Regions from separate parts of the Gossypium hirsutum genome. Here all the other regions are linked to region 1. A link is a contact called in public Hi-C data. All regions are on one chromosome and are shown on one strand. The core of a region is the stretch at or near the end of the contact, and the rest is flanking DNA. Distances in the headings are between cores, read along the strand shown.

Evidence for each region. Hi-C and Micro-C count contacts between places; a contact is called where the count stands out from the background.
Region 2: a contact with region 1 is called in a Hi-C map of leaf, with 2.2 times the contacts expected there. The contact joins the promoter of LOC107897751 here to the promoter of LOC107897032 in region 1. A contact is called at or near these places in 4 of 34 Hi-C or Micro-C datasets (leaf and petal).
Region 3: a Hi-C map of leaf shows a contact between it and region 1, with 4 times the contacts expected there. The contact joins the enhancer-like site here to the promoter of LOC107897032 in region 1. A contact is called at or near these places in 7 of 34 Hi-C or Micro-C datasets (callus and leaf).

Annotation. Positions count from the first base shown.
Region 1 is chrA10:66,347,316-66,350,930 of Gossypium_hirsutum_v2.1, forward strand. It overlaps LOC107897032, which reads right to left and starts at 1,667. Exons shown (of 11, transcript XM_016822363.2): 1 at 1,486-1,667; 2 at 1,274-1,357; 3 at 714-809; 4 at 552-627; 5 at 359-454; 6 at 151-224; 7 at 1-59. The coding sequence starts at 1,539.
Region 2 is chrA10:65,575,976-65,579,156 of Gossypium_hirsutum_v2.1, forward strand. It overlaps LOC107897751 (non-lysosomal glucosylceramidase), which reads left to right and starts at 1,597. Exons shown (of 18, transcript XM_016823320.2): 1 at 1,597-1,951; 2 at 2,839-2,949; 3 at 3,067-3,123. The coding sequence starts at 1,871.
Region 3 is chrA10:65,424,989-65,428,331 of Gossypium_hirsutum_v2.1, forward strand. No RefSeq gene overlaps it. Among protein-coding and RNA genes, the nearest start is that of LOC107897750, 3.2 kb to the right of the region's middle. Within about 2 kb of position 1,438, at least 1 of the 9 cell types and tissues checked has an H3K27ac peak or open chromatin away from gene starts, as enhancers often do. A contact at or near this core is called in leaf, where this site is marked.

The sequences.
Region 1 (3,615 bases), core at 417-2,916:
ATTACTCCATGAAAAGGTTTTGCAGCATCAGCAACATATGATCCACCCAACCAGGATGCCTAAACATATATATATAAACCACTATGACATGTGTGACCAAAATAAAAACCCGAGAAGAGAAACAAATAGGGTATCAAATAGTAAACTAACAAAGTCAATAATATCTTCTTCAGTGTAATCTCCAAGAGGCTCATCCAAAGAAACCACAGACACTTCCTCTTCATCTGCAAGAAAATTAATATAATGAACAGATCCCAATGAATTAATGAATAGAAGCATTTAGGAAATATATTCAAAAAAACATGAAAAGTTATGACTAAAGTGTGCTAGTTTTACATTGTGACAAATGATCAGATACCTAGAAGCTGAATGTCTGCTTTACTTGAGCCAAGATCTACACTACTCTTCAAGGCTCTTCCGAAGATAGCATTCTTGGGGTCAACAACAAGAGGATCTGAAGACAGAAGAACATTTATTTAAATAAAATGCAGAGGAGAGAGTAGGAGAAAAAGAAAACACAGAAAATGCACTTCAAGTTAAAGTGAAGATACCATCGATTCCACTGACTTCAAGCATAAAAACAGCTCGAGGTCTATTAAATGGATTAGGAATGAGAACCTCATTTAGCTGCAAAAAAAGTATGTCTTTCAAGCTTTTGAAAAAACAAAGAATTAAAAAAGCTAATTACTCAGGATTAATAACTAAAGAACGACCTTAGATGAACCAGCAGCTGAAAGGGTAGTGGGTGGTGCAAAACCAAGCAAGACTGATACAGTAGCACCAACTTCAGTTAACAGCATCGACTCTGACTATTTAAGTGGAAAAAGAATGGAAGTGAGAAGCAAGATCAGAATTAGGTTAAAAATTAGAGACATGACGAACAAAGGATAATCAAATACGCGTGACAAAAAGAAAAATAAAAGGGTTTAGAAGAAAATACTACCCCCACTATTTCCAAGATCCATCTAAGAAGACAATATATACACTTTTTATCATATATAACTTACAGTAAAAAGATAGTGACAAGAAGTTATCAGTACAATCTTCAAAATTAATATGAAGAAGAAAAATAAAAAGGGTGATATACAAAGTAAAGCATATGCATAAGCTAAATTACTGAATTTAAATCCTAATAAGATTCAAGATATTAGTTTCCAAATTTACATATTCTGGCCAAATAGAAAACCATCCACAATCTCTTGATGCTTAAAATCCATCATAAAATATAAATTAAAAGAAATTAATTTCAAATTAAGGAAATGAATAGTTAAACCTGAGCAACATCGTTGGAGGACTGAGAGCGAAGAAATTGATTATTTGTACTATCAATGAAGAAAACGGATCCAGTAGATTCAGCCTGTGATGAAATCAGAAAAATAAAAAAATAAAATCGAATCAATTAAATTAAATTAAATTAAATTAATTACAAACAGATCCAATTATATTAAAACAGATTGAGAGAGGAGAAGAAGAAAGAGAGCAAACCCTAGGAAATGCGAAGAAGAGAAAGGAAATTAAGAAAACGGAGAAAATCTTCATTGCAAGAGAAGGGATAATTGTGAGAAAAGAGAAGAGTACGATGTGTGTGGTGGTTTCGCGATCACGGGACTGGAGATGGAAGAGGACGAAAGAACCAAGGAAGAGGACGAGCTTTAGTTTTTATCTACAAAACCGACGTCGTGGTGCTTCATATTCAAACCGACGTCGTTTGTTGAGGTACTGATTGGGTTGAGTTCTTGGGCCAGTATTGGAAAATAAAGTTTGTGATGATATTAAAAGTCCAAAAACATGTTACATGCTTCATCTATAATTTATAATCTATACTGAAAAATCAATATATAATACGGAGGGATTATACTGTTGCTTATCTTTTTATACAATTAATATATTTTAATAATCTAAAATTTTAAATTTATCGATATAATTATATAAGTGAATATTTGGTACACTAGCAATGTACTTTTTTATTCTATAAGTAACTTTAAAAAATTAAAATAATTTACTATACTCTTATATGACACTTGTCAATCTCCTGACCCTACTTGTGGATTCTAAAACCCCCACTAACAGTGCACCAAATAATTTCCCTAATTATATTTGCCATGCAAGTAAATTTTCAAATCAATCTGATATCTTCTATTATAAAAGTATAAAATAATATATATATTAATATTTATTGAACTATTAAAATTTATTTACATAAAAAGTAGTTAAAATTTTTTAATTTACATCAAATTTGACATGCATTATCTATATGAATGAATATAAAATATGATGGTTTGATTATTAAAATTTAATAATACAAAGAGATACGAAAGTATAATTTTATATCGGTGTAAATGAATTCCCCATATATAATATATAAAAGCACAGTTTAGTGAAACATATTTTCAATTAGAGGTGTTCATGGGCCGGGTCGGGCCGGGTTCGGGTCAGGCTCAACTAAAAAATCATGCCAATTTATTGGGCTCGGGCCGGGCTGGGCCCAAAAAATGGGCCTAAAATTTTACCCAAGCTCAACCCGGATAAAAATACTAAAACCCGAGCCCGGCCCGGCTCGCCCTTATTAATTTTTTATATTATATTATTATTTTTAAATATATATAGTACATCAAAAATACTAAAAATATCAAAATAAATATTTCCCAACAAATTGAAAATAAATTTTGAAAAATATGTAAACTTAAATAACACTAAGATAAATGCAACTTAACAAGCAATTGCTTCTAAAATAATAAAAAAATTAACAAATGCCTTTAAAATAATAAGAAAATTAACAATAAATTAAATTTTATACAATATCCAAACAATAACAACAAAATAATAGCAACATAATAGTAAAATGGTAGCAAAATATGGAGAAAACAACAAGAAAATAACACTCAAAAATAAAAAATAAAAATATTTAGATTTTTTTGTCCTTTAGTGAATTCGGGCCGGGCCCGGGCTAAAAATATCTTACCCGAGGCCCGGCCTATTTTTTAAACGGGCCTTTTTTTTGTCCAAATCCATTTTTCGGGCCTATATTTTTGTCTAAACCCTCTCACATTTCGGGCGGGCCTTCGGCCCTGGCCGAATAGCCCGGCCCATGCACACCTCTATTTCCAATATAGCCTTGGCTTTTGGTGGTTCATTATATTCCTGAATTTATCATTTTAATTTTTTTGTTATTTATAACATTTATAAATGATAATTTTAATGTTAGTAAAATATTTAGTTAAATAAATTTATTTGAATAAAAAAATTTTATCATACTTATAGATAAAAATATTGATTTCATGAAAAGACTTTTATTAAATGAATTTACGTAATAATAAATAAATATACTAAATTAATTTATATTTAAATTATTATGTTTATGTTAACCAAAAAATTTAAAAAAGTAATACTTTAATTTTAAATAGAAGATTTTAATTATTTATATAATAAGTAACTGAATATTGTGTATTTAAAATTTTAAAATTTTAAAATAATAAAATAATATAAATATAATATATTATATTATAATTAAATTAATTATATATTATTGACAAACTATTATGATGAATTTATTGACTATTAAAGAAGTAAAAAAATTGAATCGCGTAGAGTTTAACTTACAAATATATCAACTTT
Region 2 (3,181 bases), core at 347-2,846, 770 kb before region 1:
AATTGCCAAGTTCAGGTGCCATTGTATATATGCCCTTAGAATGTTTTAAAGTTTAAGGATCAATTTAGAATGAAAGTATAATTTAATGATGTCTAATGCAATTAACTCTTCAACTTATGGGTAAACTACACTATTAGTCACTAAACTATGGGTAAATTTTCATTTTGGTCACTTAACTAAAGAAAGTTACAATTTGATTATTGAACTATTCGAAAGTTTTTATTTAAGTCACTAGATTATTTTTTTTTTTCAAAAAAGTTTCGCCAGTGAGCTCCAAGCGACGATTCGATGATTGATATAGTGGATCAGTACCTATCGACGAGTAGCACATACCTTAGATCCAAGTTGATTTGATGGTCAATGTCAAAGATTAAAGAAAAAAAGTTATTTGAATTTTAGTTCGCAAATTGTGGCTTCCAAAATTGTTTCATAAAAAAAAACAAACTGAACTATAAAAGAGAAGAGGAAAAAGCGCTTTCTATTGGTGCAGATAGTATGAACAAAAAAAAATCATATAACATTGATTTTAATAGTATAGTGATTTAAATGAAAACTATTAAATAGTCCAGTGATCAAATTATAACCTTTTTTATTAAGTGACCAAAATAAAAACTTACCTATAATTTAATGATTAATAGCATAGTTTATTCTTTTCAAGTTTTAGTAACATATGAACAAGCAAGTGGATCTTGTTATTTGTCCCGTGAGCAGGTGGTATGGAAAATGGAAAAACAGTAAAATTAGTTAGTTGCTCACTGCGTGGGACGCTATGCGATGCGGTCCAGACAAACACCACACGACACAACCGCATATTATCTCAAGTTCGCACCGCCCACTAAATTAGCAAATAATCAAATAAAAATTTTCTTATTTTTACTTTTGTTTTCATTTTTAATTTTAATTAGAAAAATACTCCACCATATTCTTTTTAAGACCAAAAAGAAAGATGACCCCACATCCTCACCCATTGGAGGCAGCTATCACGCATCGACCTTTTACCTGTTCTTTTTTCCTTTTAGGAAAAATTAAAATTTCAAAATTTTTCACATTTTCAAAAAAATATAATTAATAAAATTTTAAAAATATTTGTTGTTTTTAATTTATATGTTTTGAAAATACAACACTTGGCTAAGAATCAAGTTATCAACATCTATACTTATCTTAAGCTTTTAATCCAATTGGTGTATGTACATACTCCGATAAAAAAAATACTAATGTATATAACTAAATTGAAAAATTATTAAAATATTTCTATTTAAAAATAAATTATATTATTATAAAAATATGTTTTTTAGTAATAATTTTTAATAATGTTTTAATTACGAGTTGATAATAAACCAAAATTTTAACCTAACATTATTATTGTATTTTGAACTTGGATGAAATATGATATTAACAAATAAATAAAAAATGAAAGAAATTGGACTTTATTGTGACATTGACACCCACCTGGCGATCCATGAGAGCTGACAAGGCTCCAAAGTCCAAAGGGATCTTCCACGCGCCAACCCTACGGCTCCACCCGTCCCCCCTTCATTCTCTCTCTTTCTTTTATTTTAAATTTTTATTTCTCTTCTTTTTCCATTTTTATATCCCAAAAAAGCCGCCACGAATGCTTAACGCTTGTCCAGTTTTTCTACACGGAAATCTAAAGTACCCCTACATATCTGATCCCGCGATTCTCTGATTTAGCATTTCCTTTCCTTTTCTATTCTTTTTTTTTAAAATATAAATAAGAGATCTTTAGAGTATAGGAGGCTTTTTCTTCCAAGTTCTTTTGCTTTTATTTATTTTTCTTTCTCTTTTGTTGATCGCATGAATTTGGGAAAGGACATTATTGGAGTGGAAATTTGAATTTTGATTAGTCAACATGGTTACTGGAAACTTATTTCATTCTAAAAAGAATTCATGGCCGCCTGAAGAATATGTCAGCCGTAATACTTTACAATTGGTCAGTTTTTTGTTTTGCCTCTTTTTTTTTTCCTTAATATTAACGGGAATAACTTTGTTGATTATGGCGTTCTTTTTTTATAAGTTGATTTCGTTCTGTTTGGTTCCTGAGAAAATGTGTAAAAGCGGAGGAAAAAAAATAGTATTAGTCTAAAAGTTAAGAGGAGCAAGGTTGTTTTTCCACAGAATTAGTTCTATCCTAAAGTAATAAGGTTTCAAATTCATTTTGTAGGAAATTTGAACTATTTATTTTGTATATTTTCTGCCTCTTATTTAATTCAATCATTGCGCGTGATTTTGTAGATAGCATATAAGGCATGCCTTAGGAACTATTTAATTAATTTTTTACTTAAATATTTGGAAATGATCCTTTTTCTTTGTATTTACCATTACTGAGAGCTTGACTGCGAGCTTGCGTCTCGTCAAAATTCAGGAAAAAAAAAAAGGATCGCTGGCCTGATACGATTCATGCCATACATACGATTAGTTGATTTTTGCGGCTGGTGTCTGGTCAAAAACCTGTAAATTGTTTGAAGTAAGAAAAAACGTTTTGAACTTGATGCCACTTAGAATCATTTCAGTATTCGTTTCAACTGTAGGGAAGAGATTGATAGTGATTCGTCTCAAATTAATGGAGTTGGGTCTTCATGATATTATTTCATATCTGATAATCTTAAATCAGCAATATGACAATATTCCGTCTGCATACATATGACTGAATAAAAGGACTAAAAGTGACATTTTGATTTAATTTTGGGTTTCACTGCCACATTTCTTTTATATGAGAACTATTCTATTTGACATGATAATCGTGGTTTCTTTTTTTCAGATTAATTTAAGCTTTCTTCTGTACTGATTTTAATGATTTTTTGGTTTGGTTCTCTATAGTTTAATTTTGATAGTGCTGCCCCACCAAAACAAGCTTGGAGAAGAAGGTTAAACAGCCATGCTAATATTCTTAAAGAATTCAGTGTTACATTTATGGAAGCAATACAGATGGTAAGTGATAGAAGACCCTGCTTGACTGATTCCAGATAAGAGATAACTAATTCTGTATAGCAAGTATGCTTGATATCCTGTGCTGGTTACCTTGGTCTGGTAATTTTGAAATCTTAGGTGCGATTAGGCATACGTCTATGGTCCTATGTCAGGGAAGAGGCTTCTCATGGAAGGGTAATTCTCTTGTTTAATTCAGTTTACACTCATTTGATATTCTTTCCACCTTTTAGTC
Region 3 (3,343 bases), core at 188-2,687, 920 kb before region 1:
AATAATTTCATACAAAAAAATCCTTTTAATAAACTTTAAAAAGAAATTTAATAAGATCCTTTTAAAGTCTTAAAAATCCCTAACTAATAATCCATATTTTTCAATTATGAATTATAACCATCTTATATATACATTAACTATTAACACTAAATCAATTAATTAAAAAATAAAAAATTAAAACCCTAAAAATTAAATCTCTAAAATCTGAACAACAAATTAATTCAAAAAATAATAGAATCAATTCATTTCAAAAATAAAAATTTAATCAATTCCATGATGAGGCTCAAATGCCACTTGTTGAAACCGTAAAACAAAATCTGATATAAACTTAAAACTGTAAGCCAAGATCTATCATGTCAAATCATCAAGAATAAATCAAGAACAAAACTAGATGCGAAAGCTTACCTTAATTCATCGATTTCTTGAAATCTACGGATCTTGGGATATTGATCTTCCAAATTAGCACACAAGTAATCTAGAGTAGTTGGCTCACTCTTTTCTAAAGATGAGATACTAAAAAAGTTACCTTGTTGTGTAATTCGGAGACCATAACCCTAATATATATAACTTTGGCACGTTAGCTCTAATTCCTAATTAGCCCATCATTATTTAGAAATTGATTAGAACTTAATTACTAAAGTATCTACACATATTTTACCCATATTTTATTTAATAATTAAAGCCCAATAAACCATAACCAAATTAGATCACTTTTAATTTGAGCCTATTATGATAGTAAATAATATGTAATTACTCTTATTATATATGTGCTGTCCATATTTTCCAACAATGTGATCTACTTATCTTGTATGTTGAGACATGTTATCCAAGAAGATATGGACTAACTTTATAATCTTTTGTAGCCTTATATTAAGGATAATTTATTTGATGTGATTTTGGCATATCAAGATGGATTGAAGTTTGCCTTGTGAAGATGGATGTGTGCTTTAAATATGGATGGCTTGATCAACAATGATAGAGGTTTGACTGTTGAAGCAAGTTATGTTGAATGAGTTGAGTGGCACTCAGTAGTGCCCACTGCAAACTGCCACTAAAGCAATGAAGTTACTTGTCATAATTGACTTGGCAATTTAATGAAGCAAAATCTTTGGACTAGTGAATATACTGGTATCTTGAAGATACTATGGTACATCTATGAAAAACAATATGTGGCTATTGAAGATTGGATCGGATTTGAGTGAATCAATTCAACCCATGTTATGTGGAGATTTGTTCGAGGTTGTGCTAGTGATTTTAAGAGACCGTATCTTCATCATATTATGATTTTATTATTTTGTAGCCTTTGCATCAAAAGCTCAGTTGAATGCATTGTTTTTCATAGGATTCTGTGCCACATGCTTGATTTGTATATGGTAGTGGGCTATGGGCCGTACCTTTCTCACTTTACTTTGATGATGATGACTAGCCGAGCAACAAAAAGGCCTCCAATCATCACTGGACTCCATTTCTGGATTTCCTTAATGCTGTATTCCATTTCTTTCTTTTCATGCACTGATCCAGCATAAACACTCTGCATTTAAACTGCCCACCATTTTGGAATTTCTATATTAAGAATATTATTATTTTAAAAAATCTTGTTAAGCCTTTTTTTCATAAATTTTAAAATAAAATCTTTATTTTTATCATAAAATAAAATATTAATTAAATTTAGTTCAGCTCAGATAATTATAGTTTTTAATTTATCAACTTAAATGAATAAATTGATTATTACATGAATCAAAAATTTTAAAAATAGTAAGAACTAAACTGAAACAACAGCCAAATACTAAAATTCAAACCAATTTTCGCTGTCCTCTCACTCATCCATAATTGTTGCTGCTAGCTCATCTGAGTTCTCACTCATCTATCCACAAACATGATGTATACGTTTTATGCAAGTTTTTTCTAATTATTTTCAAATAAATCCAGTTTTTGTCATGTTCATAGTTTGTTTTGCATTATTTTGATTAAATTTTATATTGTAACTAGTAGTACATATATTTTTATTTATTTTATATTTTTTAATTTATATATATCATGAATTTCTAATTGCATTCTATTTGTACTAATGAAACTTTAAAATAAATAAATTGGAACAACAGAACATTTGGTTGTCAGAAGAAGAATTAGATAATTCTTTTTTCTTTCTTTTGCGAATAAAAACGGTAAAGTTTCTAATTTTATTTTCATTTTTATAATAATACAAATTATTTTTTTTATACTACGAGCTTCTTTTTATAAAAATGTTTTGTTAATTTTTCTTTTCAATTTTAGATTTTCATTTTTTTATCAAATCAAATCATGTTTAGATAAGTTGTTGGAAATATTGAAGTTACATTCTTTGTTAGGACAATTTTTTGGACCACCTGTTAGAATACTATGTTCAAAAATATCTGTTTGGATAGACTTTTTGGACAATAGTTGGACATCTATTTAGGATAGCATAAGTGCGGTATGTTTGTTTGCATTATTGACTTGGTTAATCTTGGTTAGTTTTCTATTTGCAAATGATTTTTGGATTAAATCACTAAATTATTTTTACTTGGCCGGTAGGTTGTATTTTGGATAGGAGTGGTTATTGAATGCAAACATCATCTTTATCCTTGTCTTTATCTTACTTGAAGGCTAAGCTTATTTGAATTTGTTTGGATATGAAAAAATTTATGGGGGAATAATTATTGGAGATAATTCAAAAGATAAATTCAACTTTAAATTAAGAGTTTTAAGGTTATTAAAAAGCTATAGAAGAGCTCCAGTATCAACCTATAAAAAGGATGCAGATTGCTACACATTGTGATGTGATTTTGGAGTGTCTCTTTTGATTATTGTGTTGAGTTTTCTTGTTGTTTTCTTCAACACTCTTATAAGCATTCTATTAAAGAGTAAACTTTGATTGTAAGTGAGATTTTTGGGATGAGTGATTTGAATCAAATCATTAACTGAAGAAGACTCTGTAGAGTAAGATTTGTAACCTCTTCAATCCGGCCTAGACGTTAGGCCAAAATTCGGGAGATTACATCGGCCACCAGAATGGCCCAATATGTCATCGAAGTTTATAATATAGTCATTTTAAAATATTTGTTTATTTTTTCTTAGAAGAAAACTGAGCTTATTTTTAGAAATTTCATGAGTTAATAAAACCCGATTAAGTAAAACATTTTTTTTCCTTAGTAATGATGATCACTTTTGAAAACTTAGTTAATCTCCAATTTATTTATTAATCAAAATTTATTCATAATCTAGCAGTGGAAAAGTGATATTCGACCGAGTCTCAAATAAGTAAAATCAAAATGGTTTTAAGCTAAATTAATTCTAAGTCCACGTTTCATTATCCTAAATTCAT